Regions from separate parts of the Gossypium hirsutum genome. Here regions 1 and 3 are each linked to region 2. The links are chromatin contacts, called in public Hi-C maps. All regions are on one chromosome and are shown on one strand. Each heading gives the region's core, a stretch centred on a gene start, on an enhancer-like site or on the middle of the called end of the contact. The rest is flanking DNA. Distances are from core to core; before and after follow the strand shown.

Region 1 (4,402 bases), core at 1,230-3,729, 52 kb after region 2:
ATTTAATACAAAAACAACCCAGAACTTCTTTTATGTTTAGGGGTACAAGTTTATGAAGAAAATCAAGCAAATTATCCATTAAAGTCCCAATATATATTTGGAATTTGTGAGATTGCAATATCTTTAAAAATATACTTTGAAATGTTAATATTTTAAAGTTATAATGATAAATTTTATCGTTAATGTTTATATTTTTTGTCAATTTAATTTTTATTCTTTTGAGCATCAACCTTTCAAAAAGAGTTAAAATACTATTTTTTTAATAAAAATATTTACTAAAATGTTGAATTGTAGACATGAAAATTTATATGGCAATTCACATGTACTTCAAGCTAATTTTTTTGATTTTTTTATATTTTTTAAATTTTGAATTGTTTTATTATATTTTTTAGTATTTTATAATTATTAAATTATTTATTGACATGACATATAAGAAAAATAGTGCTATGTTTGCATAAAGCATATTTAAACTACCATGCATGTTGTTATGCTAATATTATTAAAAAATTAATGTTTTAATCAGTATTTTCATTAAAAATAATAATTTGACTACTTTTTGAAAGGTCAAGACCAAATTTAGATCTAAAAAGATAAAAGTTAAATTGATAAAATATATAAATATTAAAAACTAAATTTATTATTATGCTTATTTGAAATGATGAGACCCAAATTAACTTTCTTATAAAAATAGAAGTCATATTTTATATAAAAAAAAATCAACTTTCTTATAATTTGCTCACTATCCAACTAGCAAATTAACTTCTTTTTTTTTCTTTTTTTTTTTGTGAGTAAACAACGCAAATAAATTAAACTAAACAATCCTATTCTAAAAAATCATTAACTCTATCTGCACATAATCCTACCTCAAGCTGCTCAGAGACATCTTCAAATATTTGTATTACAATTGTCCTATTATAAGCTATCTTAACTATGCAATCAACCACTTAATTACTCTCCCTTGGAATGTGTCCGATGCTCCATTGATCCATAGCGTTTAATTTTCAATTAATCCTTCTCATCAAGTTTGAGGATGAATTCGTCAATTGTCTATCCTAGAAGGTATTAGCCACCTCTAAACTGCTAGTATGAATCAAGACCTTGTTAAACCCTCGTCTTTTGAGAAGAATCAGACCATTCATGACACCTCAAAGCTCGACCTTAAAAACCGAATAGTCCCCTAAATAATTATTGAAACCTAAGATTCAATCTCCATTTTATTTTCTCACTACACTCCCAACAACAGCAAAACCTGCATTTGACTGAACAACACCATCAATATGTAAGATAACCCAATTACCTGATGAAGGTAAATTAAAAACGGTTCTAAGTTGTCTTGTGAACCATTCTTATGAGCTAAATTGAACTGTTTAGTCTAACCAACAGATGAACTGATAGTTTCAGAAAAAGTCCAAAAAATTTCTTGAAACATAAAAAAAAAATTTCTATTTTTCCATATCCGTCAAAGAATTAAACCCAAAAAACTAGACCAAGTGATCCCTATACTCAGCATCCTTAAAGGACTACATAAATTAGATTCCATCCAATCAAGCAGATTGCTAGAGAAAAAATCAGCTTGCTTATTGGTTGGCATACTTCTTTGGCAGCAAGGCACATGCACTGTGACTTATCATAGCCATTGGTTTGATGGCCTTAACATATTGTTTAACGCTTCAGTTGTCATAATTAAAGAATTATTGAATTGCAACAAATATAAAGTCATATAAAATAAAAGGATTTATTAGATCAACTAAACATAAACCCTATTTACAGAGCTTAAAATAATATCTCTTGTTTAAACTTGACAAAATACAAAATTGTATTCTGTGACTTCATTAGTTATATGATTTCAGCCATAGCTATTATGTTGCAGGCGCCAATTAGATTACCTTTCAAACTGATTTTCTTCTCCATATAAACTAGACAACTGTAACATCAAAAACTTTGGTGTCCTTCAATTATTGAATTTTTTTTTTAATTTTTATATATGTTTGATAATCCAAAATTAAAACAGTTTTATAGATTTCTTTTATAAAAATATAAAAAGATAATAGGTTCGATTAATTTAATTTAATTTAATATTATATTATCCTAAAAAATTTTACATTTAAAATTTTAAATTTTTAGAATAAGGTGAAATGTTTAAAAATTAAAGATAAAATATAAAAATTAATTTTTTATAATTTAAATTTTATATTTATCAAACAATTTAATTATATTTAATAATTAAATTTAAGTAATTTATCAAACAAATTTTATAACTTAAATTAATAGTTAAATTTTCAATACTTAATTTTTTTCTTCAATTTATCAAACAACACCTTAGATTAATTAATTAATACATTACTTTTATTACTTTTTCAAATTATGAGTTTTTATATGTAAAAATAAATAAATTCAATTAAATGATAAAAAAATTATATTCATATTCTTAATTGATTTTTCTTTTATTTTTTTTAGATTTATTTTAGTGTGCATGTTCAGGTTCAACAATATCATTTTCGTGCATTCTCCTACTTAAAAAAAAAACTGCTGCTCTAATCTCAAAAATAAAAATATGTGTTATTTTCTCTCTCTTTAGGCCCAAAAGGAAGAGTTAAAAGAGTTTGTGTTTTAATTTGGGCTTGGCTGTGCTGAGCTGAGCTTAAAAATAAAATATGCCACAGATTTGTTGTGATGAAGTGTGTGTGAAGAAACAGAGCAACCAAAGAGGAATAAGGAAACAAGAAAAATGGAAAAAGGAGGAGACGAGAGTTGGAGTGAGAAAGTAGAGGATCTGGTGGCTGCTGGAGACACGCAAGGCGCTATTTCCTTCCTCGAAAATCTCATTTCCCAACTCCAGACGGCGTCCTCCTCCGACGACCTCCGATTACCATCTGCTCTCTCTGACTTAGCTTCTCTCTATTCCTCCATCGGTTTCTCCCTTAAATCCGATCAACTTCTTTCACGCGCTTCTCTTCTCAAGCATCATGCTCACTCTTCAAGGTACTCTCTTTCTTTTCATTTATTGTTAATGTAAATAGAAATAATTTCAATGCTAAAATTTTCTTGCCTTTTTCTTTTTCCAACGTCAGTATAGGGCTGAAAAACAAGGACTTGAAGGAGGATTCCTTAACTTCATCTGATGTTTCTTTGGCTGAAAATGACAATCCTTTGACTCATGGTACAACTCAATATACTTACTCTTTACCTTAACCTTCGTTTGAGGATCGAGTTTGCTACTTTTTTTTGGTTTTTGAATGCACATATAGTATTTCGGTGCCTTGCAGAATTTTTCTTCTTTTGTAGGGTAGTGTGATGGAAAACCTAATATGTCTGCATTTTTGGGGGGGGGGATTTTATTGTATGTATCTCTATGAATTATGTGGAACTGATTTTTCTTTTTATATCTTTTTGCAAAAGGGAATCTTGAAAAGTTACCAGTATTGCCTGGTGATTGTTGGACACTCAAATCATCTTCAGATGATGGTATGTTTCGTTTCAATAGCTTTTCCCTCTGAATGGTTCTTTCTCTTTTTTTGGTTCTCTGAAATGTCTGTATAATAGTTTTTTGGATGACCTGTTATGGAATTGCAATTCTAATGGTTTGTACAGATTGGGAAGCCATTGCAGATCGTGAACCAAGTGAATTACTCTCCTCAGAATGCTTGCCTGGAGTGTCAAATCTTTCTTTGGAGGATAGTAAAGTTGAAGCCCCTAAGAGACGGGGAAGGGGAACATTTTCATATAGAAAAACTGAATTGTATAGCGATCGACTCTCCGATGTGTCTGCATCGAAAGATACTGATAATGAGGATGTGTGCAAACACCCTGAAACAAAAACGATGGAATGTAAGCCTTTATGTCTCACAATTCAAGTTTTTTTTTTTTTTCCATAAATGCTCTGTATATGTATAAGATAGCTTAGTCTTTTCTTATTGAACTTGAAACTATGTTTATTTGCTTGTTCCCAGGCCTTGATCTAATAGGATGTAGAATTCCTTTCAAACTGAAATATTTAACACTGTGTTTTGATGACAAGCTTTCTTTTGTCTTGTCATATCTTTTTCAACGGTTTCAAGTTATTTATGGTCTTTCTTTCTTTTTACACTGGTCAAACATATCAATATAACAAGTTTAATGGAAGTTGCTGTATAAGGTTGAGAACTCTGGGCTATCCTTTTTTTATTTTTTTTATTTCAGTAAGATGAATACAAATTGCAACTGGGGGCAAGTAATAAGTTTTTTAATGGATTTGGATATGTTACTATAGAACCTCTTGAACCTTGATTCATCACATTGGATGGCTGATTTTAGTTTGATAGTCAATTCTCAAATTAACTTTTTTGTATTGTCTTTTTATGTCTTTCTAGTCATTTACGGTTGGAAATTCTTTTTAACGCAGCTAAATATGGCATGCATCATG
Region 2 (4,594 bases), core at 1,027-3,526:
GGTGATAGCATTCCTGACAAGACAAAAGATTTTAGCAACTTGTTTTCTTTCCACATTTTGTGGTAACCATTATCCTTTATTAATGGCCATTGCTTGCAGATTGAAAAAAATTAGCCTGAATTATGAGCATGATTGCTACCCTATTTGTGCATATCCATCCTTCATCAATCACCATAAGCTACAAAATTAATCTGCTTTGCATCTTTCGAGAGCAAAAAGGCAATGTCGTCTAATGGTATACACATTTTTGCTTGGAGCCCGAGCTTTATGTGCTATGATTATAAGGTTGGACACTTTGGTAAAGGAAAATGGAAAAACAAGTGTTGATGATCTAATGAACATGATATGGATTAAGTGAGCTTAACAAGAATTGGTCATATATTAGAGATTTACTCCATATGTGAAATATATCCCATTCTCAAAAAATTGAAATGATGGTAATCGCAAACTAGAGCATGATGACGTTCATTTATGATTGTGCTTCCAAGGTAGAGAGACCCAATAAAAAGGTTCGAGAATGCATATATGATTCCCATTATCCTTTTTTGCAAAAAGTTCCATGATAGACCATCATTTTTTCCTTGAGTTGGCTCATATATGTAAACTTCAATATTAATGGTACTGGTCAAAGACTGCAAATTTTAGTTCAGATTCATAGGATGGGCTCTTGTTTTGAAATGGGGCTGGTGGGGAGCATCACTACGACGAATACAAACGTGTACAACACGTTTCATGCCATAAAATAATTAATGGACAAGTGATCAGTATTCAATTTGAACTGGATATCGGGTGTACGTATATCCTTGATTGATGAGAATCCAGATTTCCACTCCAACTTAAAAAAAAAAATCATTTTATCATTTTATTTAATTTTTAATTTTTTTAATTTTTAAACTTTTATTTTTTTATCAAATTGCTCCAAAATAAATGAATAAAATTAATAGTTGTTAACTTTGCTGATGTGGCATATACATGAATTGTTACGTGAATGCCACATTAATAATTAATAATTTTTAAAATTTTAAATTTTAAAACATTCAAAAAATTATTGAAACTATTGAAAAATATAAAAATTGTAAATATATATTTTTAATGTTTTCTTATTTTAAAAATTAATTAATCGTTAACATGGCATACACATGGATGCCACATCAACAAAGTTAATAAATATTAAAATTTTCATCATTTTGAGATGTTTTGATAAATAAAGTAAATTCAAAAATTAAAAGAGACAAAATAATAAAATAAATGACTAAAATAAATTATTTTTTATAAAGTTGAATTACAAAATAATTCATTATTTCTTTTCAATTAGTTCAAAGAATACTTTCTTAAAATAAAACTAGCAAACAATCATTAGTTAGAATAAATTTGTTTTTTTTTTCCTTTGCTTCTTTTTTAACTTGTCTAAAAGTACTTAGTTGGTACATAAATTTGTATTTCATAATCTAAGTTGGTACCTCCATACTAACACCGTTAGTTTGTACTGACGTGGCACTGATGATCAATTTTATAATGAGACATGACATCTTCTCAGTATGACGTGTGGTGGATACAAATTAAAAAAATAAAAATATTTTAAAAATAAAAATTAATTTAAAAAAGTATATTTTTTTGACAAGTTCAGATACCAACTAGGTACTTTTTGAACAAGTTTTGATACTAAATAGGTACTTTTGGACAAGTTCAAAGGATAAACTATATGTTAACTCTTAAAAAAATAAGGTTGTTAAGAAATTGGGGAAATATGTATGACGGAATACAAGTTCAGGTGCCAACTAAATATTTTTTGGACAAATTCAAAGGATAAATTACATATTAACCCTATTTAGAATGATATAAATCACCCAAAAGGATGAAGGTAAAAAAAAAAACAAATTCCAACTTATTTCATATCTTTTTAGTTAAATATTATCTAAACTTCAAAATTTCACTTATTAAATTTAAATTCAATCTAATTTGATTTACCCATTAAAGTGTAAAAAAATGAATTGGTTTCACTTTAATTTTGGATTTATCTTTATCTAAAATGATTAGAATTTAGAATGATTCGAACTAAAAAAATAATCCAAAAAGACGATAACTAAAGTATAATTTTAAAAAAAATATTAATAACTTAAATTATTAATTTATTTTAATTTATATCTTGTAATTATATTTTTATTGTCATAAAATATGTAATTTCAACCTATTAGAATAGTATAAAAGGCTCAAACAACGATCAAGCTAGCCTAGGCAATCAAAAGGACCCACAAAAGGTTACTTGCCATAGCATAATAGGAGTGAGCCTAAAAGGCCTCATAAGGGACCTTTTCCCTGCAAAGCCTGAAAGCTCGTATAAACATCGTCCTTATGCCTTCATGAAAGAGGAGGAAGTTTCCTTCAGGTCAAGCTGTTAAATAGATTATAACAGGGATCTAATAATCTTGAAAATGTAGAAAGGAGCTAATTTTCCAATCTAGTATAACAATTAGATCTCACACAAGATCGAGTAGCTTCAGGCAAGTATTACAAGATAAATAAATGCTCACTACAATAGCCTTGACTAGGAATGAAAAACCTTTCCCAGAAACATTGCATGATTCAAGCCTTCTATCTAATATCTTACTGATTTAAGCATCAGAAGGTACTCTAGAGGACAATTTAGACTAGTTTTCTATCTTGCAGATCACTTGAAGCATTCCTCCAACCCACCATAAACCAGCTTGTTAAATTGGCATCAACAGTTAGTACCGTTAATTTGTGCGGATCCCCTTTGAACAAAGTCTATGGATTCTCCTACTAAGTAACTCATCTTAATCATCACCAATGTACAGAACCTTGAACCCTCATCATCACTCCAGACAATTGCCTTACAATCACCCATGGTAGCTTTAAAAAGTCTTCACCCCCGTTCATCCAACAAAATAACTAGTTAAAATTATTAAAAAATTGCGCAAAAACAACATAAACATTGAATCATCAACGAAATCATTTTTAGCAGCGAAGGTTGTCGCTTAAGTAACAACAGATTCAAAGCCTAAGGTAGCCTCTAAAGCAACTTCCTTTGCAGCAATCATTATGTGGGCATTCTTCATTGCTTCTATAAAAGGATTTATCACGTCAAACCCCTCTAGCACAGGACATAACAACTCAAAAAAGACCCCAGTGAAGCCTAATGACCTAGATATGGGTTGCACTTCTAAGAGCGTCCACACGTAGTAGCTAACCCTAGTTATAATTATCTGTTCCACCAGATCCTCTTCCCTAGTGATAGTTCTTTATTGATGGAATTCAATTGATCCCTTGCCACGCGACTCTCTTCCTTTAGACGTCGTTTTGAAGCTTCCAACAAGGGAACTATATGATAAACATTTAATAAAAAATATACACCTCTCTATATTCATAAGTAAAAGAAAACTATATAATAAACTTTTCCTTCTCATCCTCTAAATCTAACAACTAAACAAATAACAACCATTATTCAAGAAATTATTCAATATAAATATCATACTTTCATATTCATAAAGCCAATTACAAGTATTATAGGTTAATTAATTCAAATTTATGACACTTTATATCATATTGTATCTTAAATTTAATTTTTAGTAATTATTAATTGTATAATAAATTTAAATAAATTAAATAATTTTTCAGTAATTACACTCTCTTGCAATTACAAATAATTGTAATTCCCTAAACGTATTTCGTTGGTAGAATGTAATTACATTGTAATTCTCCATATCATATTTGGTAGTACAAATTATAATTACATAGTAACATATTTTATGTTTTTAATAAATATTAATTAGTATAAAAAATTATTTGTATGATAAAAATATTTTCTAAACCAGTCACAAAATTTAAAATCAAATCATCATATGTATTATGTTAGTCTAAAAAAGTAGTTGATAATACAATTATTAATAAAAATAACAAGAAAAATAAACATCATATTCAATTTTATCTAATTGTTCTAGTGCATATTTTTTATGATAAATATATATTTTTCCATAACTTTAGAAATATATATTTTTATAATATATAGCATGAACACATAAATAAGTTATGTTCATAATTATTGATGATAAATTTTTATAAATAAATATATTATAACACTTTTATAACATGTAATTTTTTTATAATACATTTTTTGACCATAAACCCACATGTTGGCCTGATGGTCAGGGTGTTCACTGCCCTAGGTGTGGCTTGGGTTTGAGTCGTGCTAGTTGTGTTGCTATTAGGGCTTTGCTCTCCTCTTGTAATTCACCAAAAAAATATTTTTTTTGTTATAACATTATAAAATACACAAATTATTTTTATAATATAATTTTTAAGTTTTATAATATAAGAAATGTTTTACCACAACCTTCTCAAACACTAATACATGTTCATGTTTATAATATAATTTTTATAACTTGTATAAAAATATTTTTTTAAAATTTGATTTTGGTGTAATTACTCAAATCCTCACCCTCCCCCTACGAATTGGAAAGTGTAATTGGGGTGCTCAAATTACACACAATTCAATGGGACCTATTAATTACAATGGTGACCCAAACATGCCACCATTGTGTATTTACAAGCAATTACACCCAAATTCAATTACTAG
Region 3 (4,969 bases), core at 618-3,117, 49 kb before region 2:
CCCATGTTTGACTCCCAAGTTGAGAGGAAGTTTCTGAACCCCAGCATCCCTCCCGCTCTCCAAATGACAACTCAGGGTTCCGAATTCCAACAATGGATGGAGAGACTGAAGTCGGTGCAGGTTGATAGAAATATTCCTCCCAAATCAGTAACCTGCAAAGTGCAAAATATGCACACTTATGGCCCAGGAAGGCAAAACCTTTTTCTTCTTTATGAAGGCAATAATAATGATGCCAAAAGCTTAGAAAACAAATGAAAATAAACATATATGTTGCATTTAACTGCAAGAATATCATCCTACTGGGAGCAATAAGTTCAAAAATAAAGTAACAAAAAGGTGCATTGTCCAAGTTTCTAATATTGTTTCATCTCTCTACATTTTCCCCAGAGGCCAAACAGACCATGACAAAAGCAACTAATAGCAGATTCTACTCAATCAAACAAAGGAAAACAAAATTCTAAATCAATTGATTTCAGAAGTGAATTGGTCCAATACAAAGAAGGTTTCTTGTCAAGCTTAAACTACATATCTACTTTTCACTAAGATTCTTTGAGACAAAACAGAATAAACCAAAACACAAAGTGCCAAAAATAGAAAAGAAAAAAGAAAAAGCAGAATCAGATTATAAATCAAAAAAAAAAAAGTACAAGATAACAGTAACCAAATCAAACTTTAACATGTCTTAAAACAAGTTTAGCTCCTCAAGAGTCCATAAACAGTACTACACAAGAAAAACACTTTCAGCTATGTGGATCTCCTCCGCTGTTTGGTTTCCAAGAAAATTATTAAAAAGTTCGCTTTTTTAACCCCCATCATGTGGGGGGAGGGGGGAATCTATAAATCAGTTTAAATTGCTAGATATTCTAAAAATGGAATCTAACCCCCAAAAATAGAGGAAAAGAAGGTATTTTGTTTCTACTATATTAGCTAAACCAAATGAAGATACAAGTCAAATGGAGTAAAACTTTAGTTCACTTGAGCAACCAAACCAAAGCAAAATCATGCACAGCACCATAGAAAAAAAACTAAAGTTTCTCTTATTTTCCCTTCATTTTTCTCCACAAGCAAACAACCCCAAGAAAAAGAAAAAGAAAAAGCAAATAAATGAAGCGGATAAAAATAAAAGAATAGAAGTTTACCTAGTATTCTGGCAGCCGATCTTCCAAAACACAGCATAAGACCATTGACTCACCCCACAAAGTGACTTCAAAGCTTCTTTCAACAAACCACCCATAGCTCTTCTCCTTTTTTTTCCCTTCTTCTCAAAGACCAAAAGATATATAATATTGAGGCAAAGCAACCAACAAAAAACGACTCAAAATGCAGTCTTTGTAATATTCCACATTTATAAGAAACAGGGGGGGGTAGCAACTAAAGCTAACTTCCTCTACAAGAGCCTCTACCAGCCTGCTTCGTTCTCAACCCACCACTTCTTTTTCTTTCTGGATCCAAATTTCCTGCTATCATCCTCCTGCAACCTCTCCCCATCAACCCTACTATTATCTTTTAACAAAAACTACTAAACGGAGTTGAACAAAAGAAGAAAACTTTTTTTTCTCCTAGATGATGCCACAAGCTTCAAGCTTGAAGATAGCCAAAATTTGCTCCATTTTTTTTTCACTCCCAAAAACAAGGAAAAAAAGACAACACGCACAAATGATAGACAGAAAAATAGAAGTTGAGAGAGATTTTGGGGTTCCTTCCACTATTTTTAGTTGAAACTTGAAAGAGCTTTTCTTTCCTCAGTTTTGTGGGTTTTTCACTTTCTTGTATTTTCTCTTCTCTTCTTCTAAAGTGCGCCACAGAGGGGTTGATTTTTAGACATAAGCAGAGAGTTAAGGCAAATTTACAGGGTATGCCACTGATGCCTGATGGAAGGATAGTTTTGTCGGCTTCTGACCTTTTGGATAATATTATTAAAATCATTTTCTTTTCTTTTCCTTTATTTTTATTTTTATTTTTTTGGAAAAACCAAAAGAAAGTTTCTCTCTTTCTTTGCTTTCGTAATTTGCAGGTGAGCCATGAGCGTAAAACTGATATTATCATTCGTATATGGTTAAATTCTATATAAGGTCCCTGTATTATATGCTTTTGGAAAATTTAATCCCTCTATTATAATTTGATATTCTTTTCAATTAATTTGTTCATATCAAGTCCCTTTATTTTTGGAAATGTATATTTCAATCTTTAAGTTTAACTTACTTTCAGTTAATTCTAACAAAATGTTTGATGTGGACATCTCATATGTATTTAAACATTTTGTGACCGCTAGATTTTTATTTTTTATTTTTTGCATATGTAAAACTGTATAAAAATATTTAAGTATATATGTTACATTATTATATATTTTAAAAAATAATTTACACCAAATTATTTGATGAAATTCACAAAAGAAAAGTTAATTTCAAAATTAATTTTAAAATATAAATAAATAAATAAATTACGCCAACAATCTTTTAACGTAGTGAGAATAGTATTATGTTTTAATCGTGTTGGATTCCAAGCAACTCCATCCTCAATTATAAAAATAAAAATAAAAATAAATTATAATAAACAACTTTCATAAATTTTAAAAATAAAAATAAATTATAATAAACAACTTTCATAAATTTATTCTTTTGTTTATTTGTATTCTTTTTTTATGGTATAATATATTTCTATAATTTTATCCAAGTCCGGCCTGAATAAAAATGTTAAAACCCGAGTCCGATTTGGCCCGTCCGTATTAATTTTTATATTATTTTTATATAATTTTTAAATATATATAATACATCAAAAATATTAAAAACATTAAGATAAATATTTTCCAGCAAATTAAAAATGAATTTTAAAAAATATATATACTTAAATAACACTAAGATAGATATAACTTATCAAGCAAATGCCTCTAAAATAATAACAGAATTAACAAATGCCTCTAAAATAATAACAAAATTAACAATAAAACAAGTTTTATACAATATCAAAATAATATCAACAAAATAGTAGTAACAAAATAGTAAAATGGTAGCAAAATAGGGAGAAAACAACAAGAAAATAACATTAAAAAACAAAAAAATAGCTTTTTTTTCCTTCAGTGAATTTGGGTTGAGTTGGGTTGGGTCGGGCCTAGGCCAAAAATATCTTACCCGAGGCCTAACTCGTTTTTTTAACGGGCCCTATTTTTTATCTAAGCTCATTTTTCAAACATATATTTGCTCAAACCCTCTCACATTTTGGACAGATCTTCCAGCCTGTCCCATGAACAAGTCTACTTAGGAACCAACACCAATAACTAGCCATTGCCTTAACTTCATATTTTAGTCTTTATGTGCGTATAGAATCTATTAAAATCAAACATATATGAGATTCAAAAATCACATAACAAAATAAGTCTCTAGTTGGAATCAAACCACCACTTTGATGAATTAGGACATTGTTGCCACTTGGCCACCCCGAGATTTCCAAAATAAGTGTGCCAAAAAGTATATAAAAAGTTATCTATTCATATTTAATGGTATTCATAATTCAGTTAAAATCAAATTAATCAATCGAATTGATCTAATTCGGTTAATCGGTATGTGGATAAATTTAATTCGATCGGAAGTTGATTAATAATTTTTTGGAATTTTGGTTATCGGTTAATTCAGTTCGAAATCGGGTAATTAATCGAATTAATCAATTAATTGAAATAAATAATATAAATTATATACAATTGTTAACTTCCAAGATTTCTGTAGTGTTTCTAATATGTTATTTGTTGTTCTCATCTTCATTTAAAGTTTTTTGAACTATTAAAAAAAGAAAGAAAGTGAACCTTAGCAATGAGTTTTTTATATGTTTTATACTTATTTTAATCAAAAGAGAAAAATATATATAAATTAATTGAAATATTTCAGTTCGGTCAATATATTTGAAAAAAACTTTGGTTAGATTAACGGTTAAAGATTTTTACATTTTGAGTAATTCGGTTCGGGTATTAACCGAACCGACCGTTTGAACACCCCTATTCGTATTTGATCATATTTATTCATTCAAGGATTGAGATTAGATTTATTCTCCGAGGCCATGACACAATATGTGGGGATTTGCAGGAAGTTTTTCTTTTAAATATTTTGCTTCTAGATTTACTTTGATGTTAATTCATGATTAATTATGACCAATTCAATTAACTTGTTTTATTTTTATCTTTTTGAGGATAGTGAAAATTTTGATCTCAACATTAATTTGTCAAGCAAAATTTAGATTACTAAGGAGCTTCCACATATTTTTATTAAGGTATAATTGTGATTATTATTACTTGTTTTAATCCGATTGAATTATCATGATAAACTTTTGTGATATTGGTTCCCTTTAAATAAAAAATATATTGGGACATTTAGAAATCTGTCCTATTAGATCTATTGCATTCTCTGAAGTGAATGCGAGTATAAAAAAATTGATTAGACTGTCACAAGATTTTATACCATATATATGGTATTGAAATTTAGTACAATGTGTATCAGATAATGTGGTAAGCAAAAATTTTATTGTTTCATAAATGCTTTTACTATTAAATTATAAATGTTATTATGAGGAAGCGAAAATTTTGATTGTTTTATAAATGGTTTTTTTACTATTAAATTATAATTGTTATTATTAAAGTAAAGTTGTTTTAGTACTTGTAATAGTGTTTGTGATAATAGTTAGGGTGATGAGGATGATGTAAATATATTCAAGTATATTTTAATATAATTTATTTTATTCTAGTATGTTTATTATAATTGGAGATTAGTTACGGTAGAAACATGGAAAGATAGATTTTGAACTGAACTGAGTTGCAAGGTCTCCTATCTAAAGCTTGTTATGATCGAATGCACATGAAGTTATAAGACTTTAAATTTGTGAGTTAGTATAACTCTACAATATTTAGGATAAGTTCTCAATTAAATTAATGTGAGAATAATATTACTAATGAGAACTTGTTAGAGAAATTTTTTTTTTAACTTTC

Evidence for each region. A called contact is a pair of places that touch in the nucleus more often than the background predicts.
Region 1: a contact with region 2 is called in a Hi-C map of leaf, with 3 times the contacts expected there. The contact joins the promoter of LOC107899692 here to the enhancer-like site in region 2. A contact is called at or near these places in 7 of 34 Hi-C or Micro-C datasets (callus, hypocotyl, leaf and 1 more).
Region 3: a Hi-C map of hypocotyl shows a contact between it and region 2, with 7 times the contacts expected there. The contact joins the promoter of LOC107889214 here to the enhancer-like site in region 2. A contact is called at or near these places in 19 of 34 Hi-C or Micro-C datasets (anther, callus, fibers and 3 more).

What each region holds. Positions count from the first base shown.
Region 1 is chrD09:38,556,975-38,561,376 of Gossypium_hirsutum_v2.1, forward strand. It overlaps LOC107899692 (coiled-coil domain-containing protein R3HCC1L), which reads left to right and starts at 2,480. Exons shown (of 7, transcript XM_016825500.2): 1 at 2,480-2,982; 2 at 3,072-3,160; 3 at 3,400-3,465; 4 at 3,592-3,828; 5 at 4,382-4,402. The coding sequence starts at 2,729.
Region 2 is chrD09:38,505,370-38,509,963 of Gossypium_hirsutum_v2.1, forward strand. No RefSeq gene overlaps it. Among protein-coding and RNA genes, the nearest start is that of LOC107889214, 49 kb to the left of the region's middle. Within about 2 kb of position 2,277, at least 5 of the 9 cell types and tissues checked have an H3K27ac peak or open chromatin away from gene starts, as enhancers often do. A contact at or near this core is called in hypocotyl and leaf, where this site is marked.
Region 3 is chrD09:38,456,620-38,461,588 of Gossypium_hirsutum_v2.1, forward strand. It overlaps LOC107889214 (transcription factor LHW), which reads right to left and starts at 1,868. Exons shown (of 10, transcript XM_016813569.2): 1 at 1,140-1,868; 2 at 1-152. The coding sequence starts at 1,234.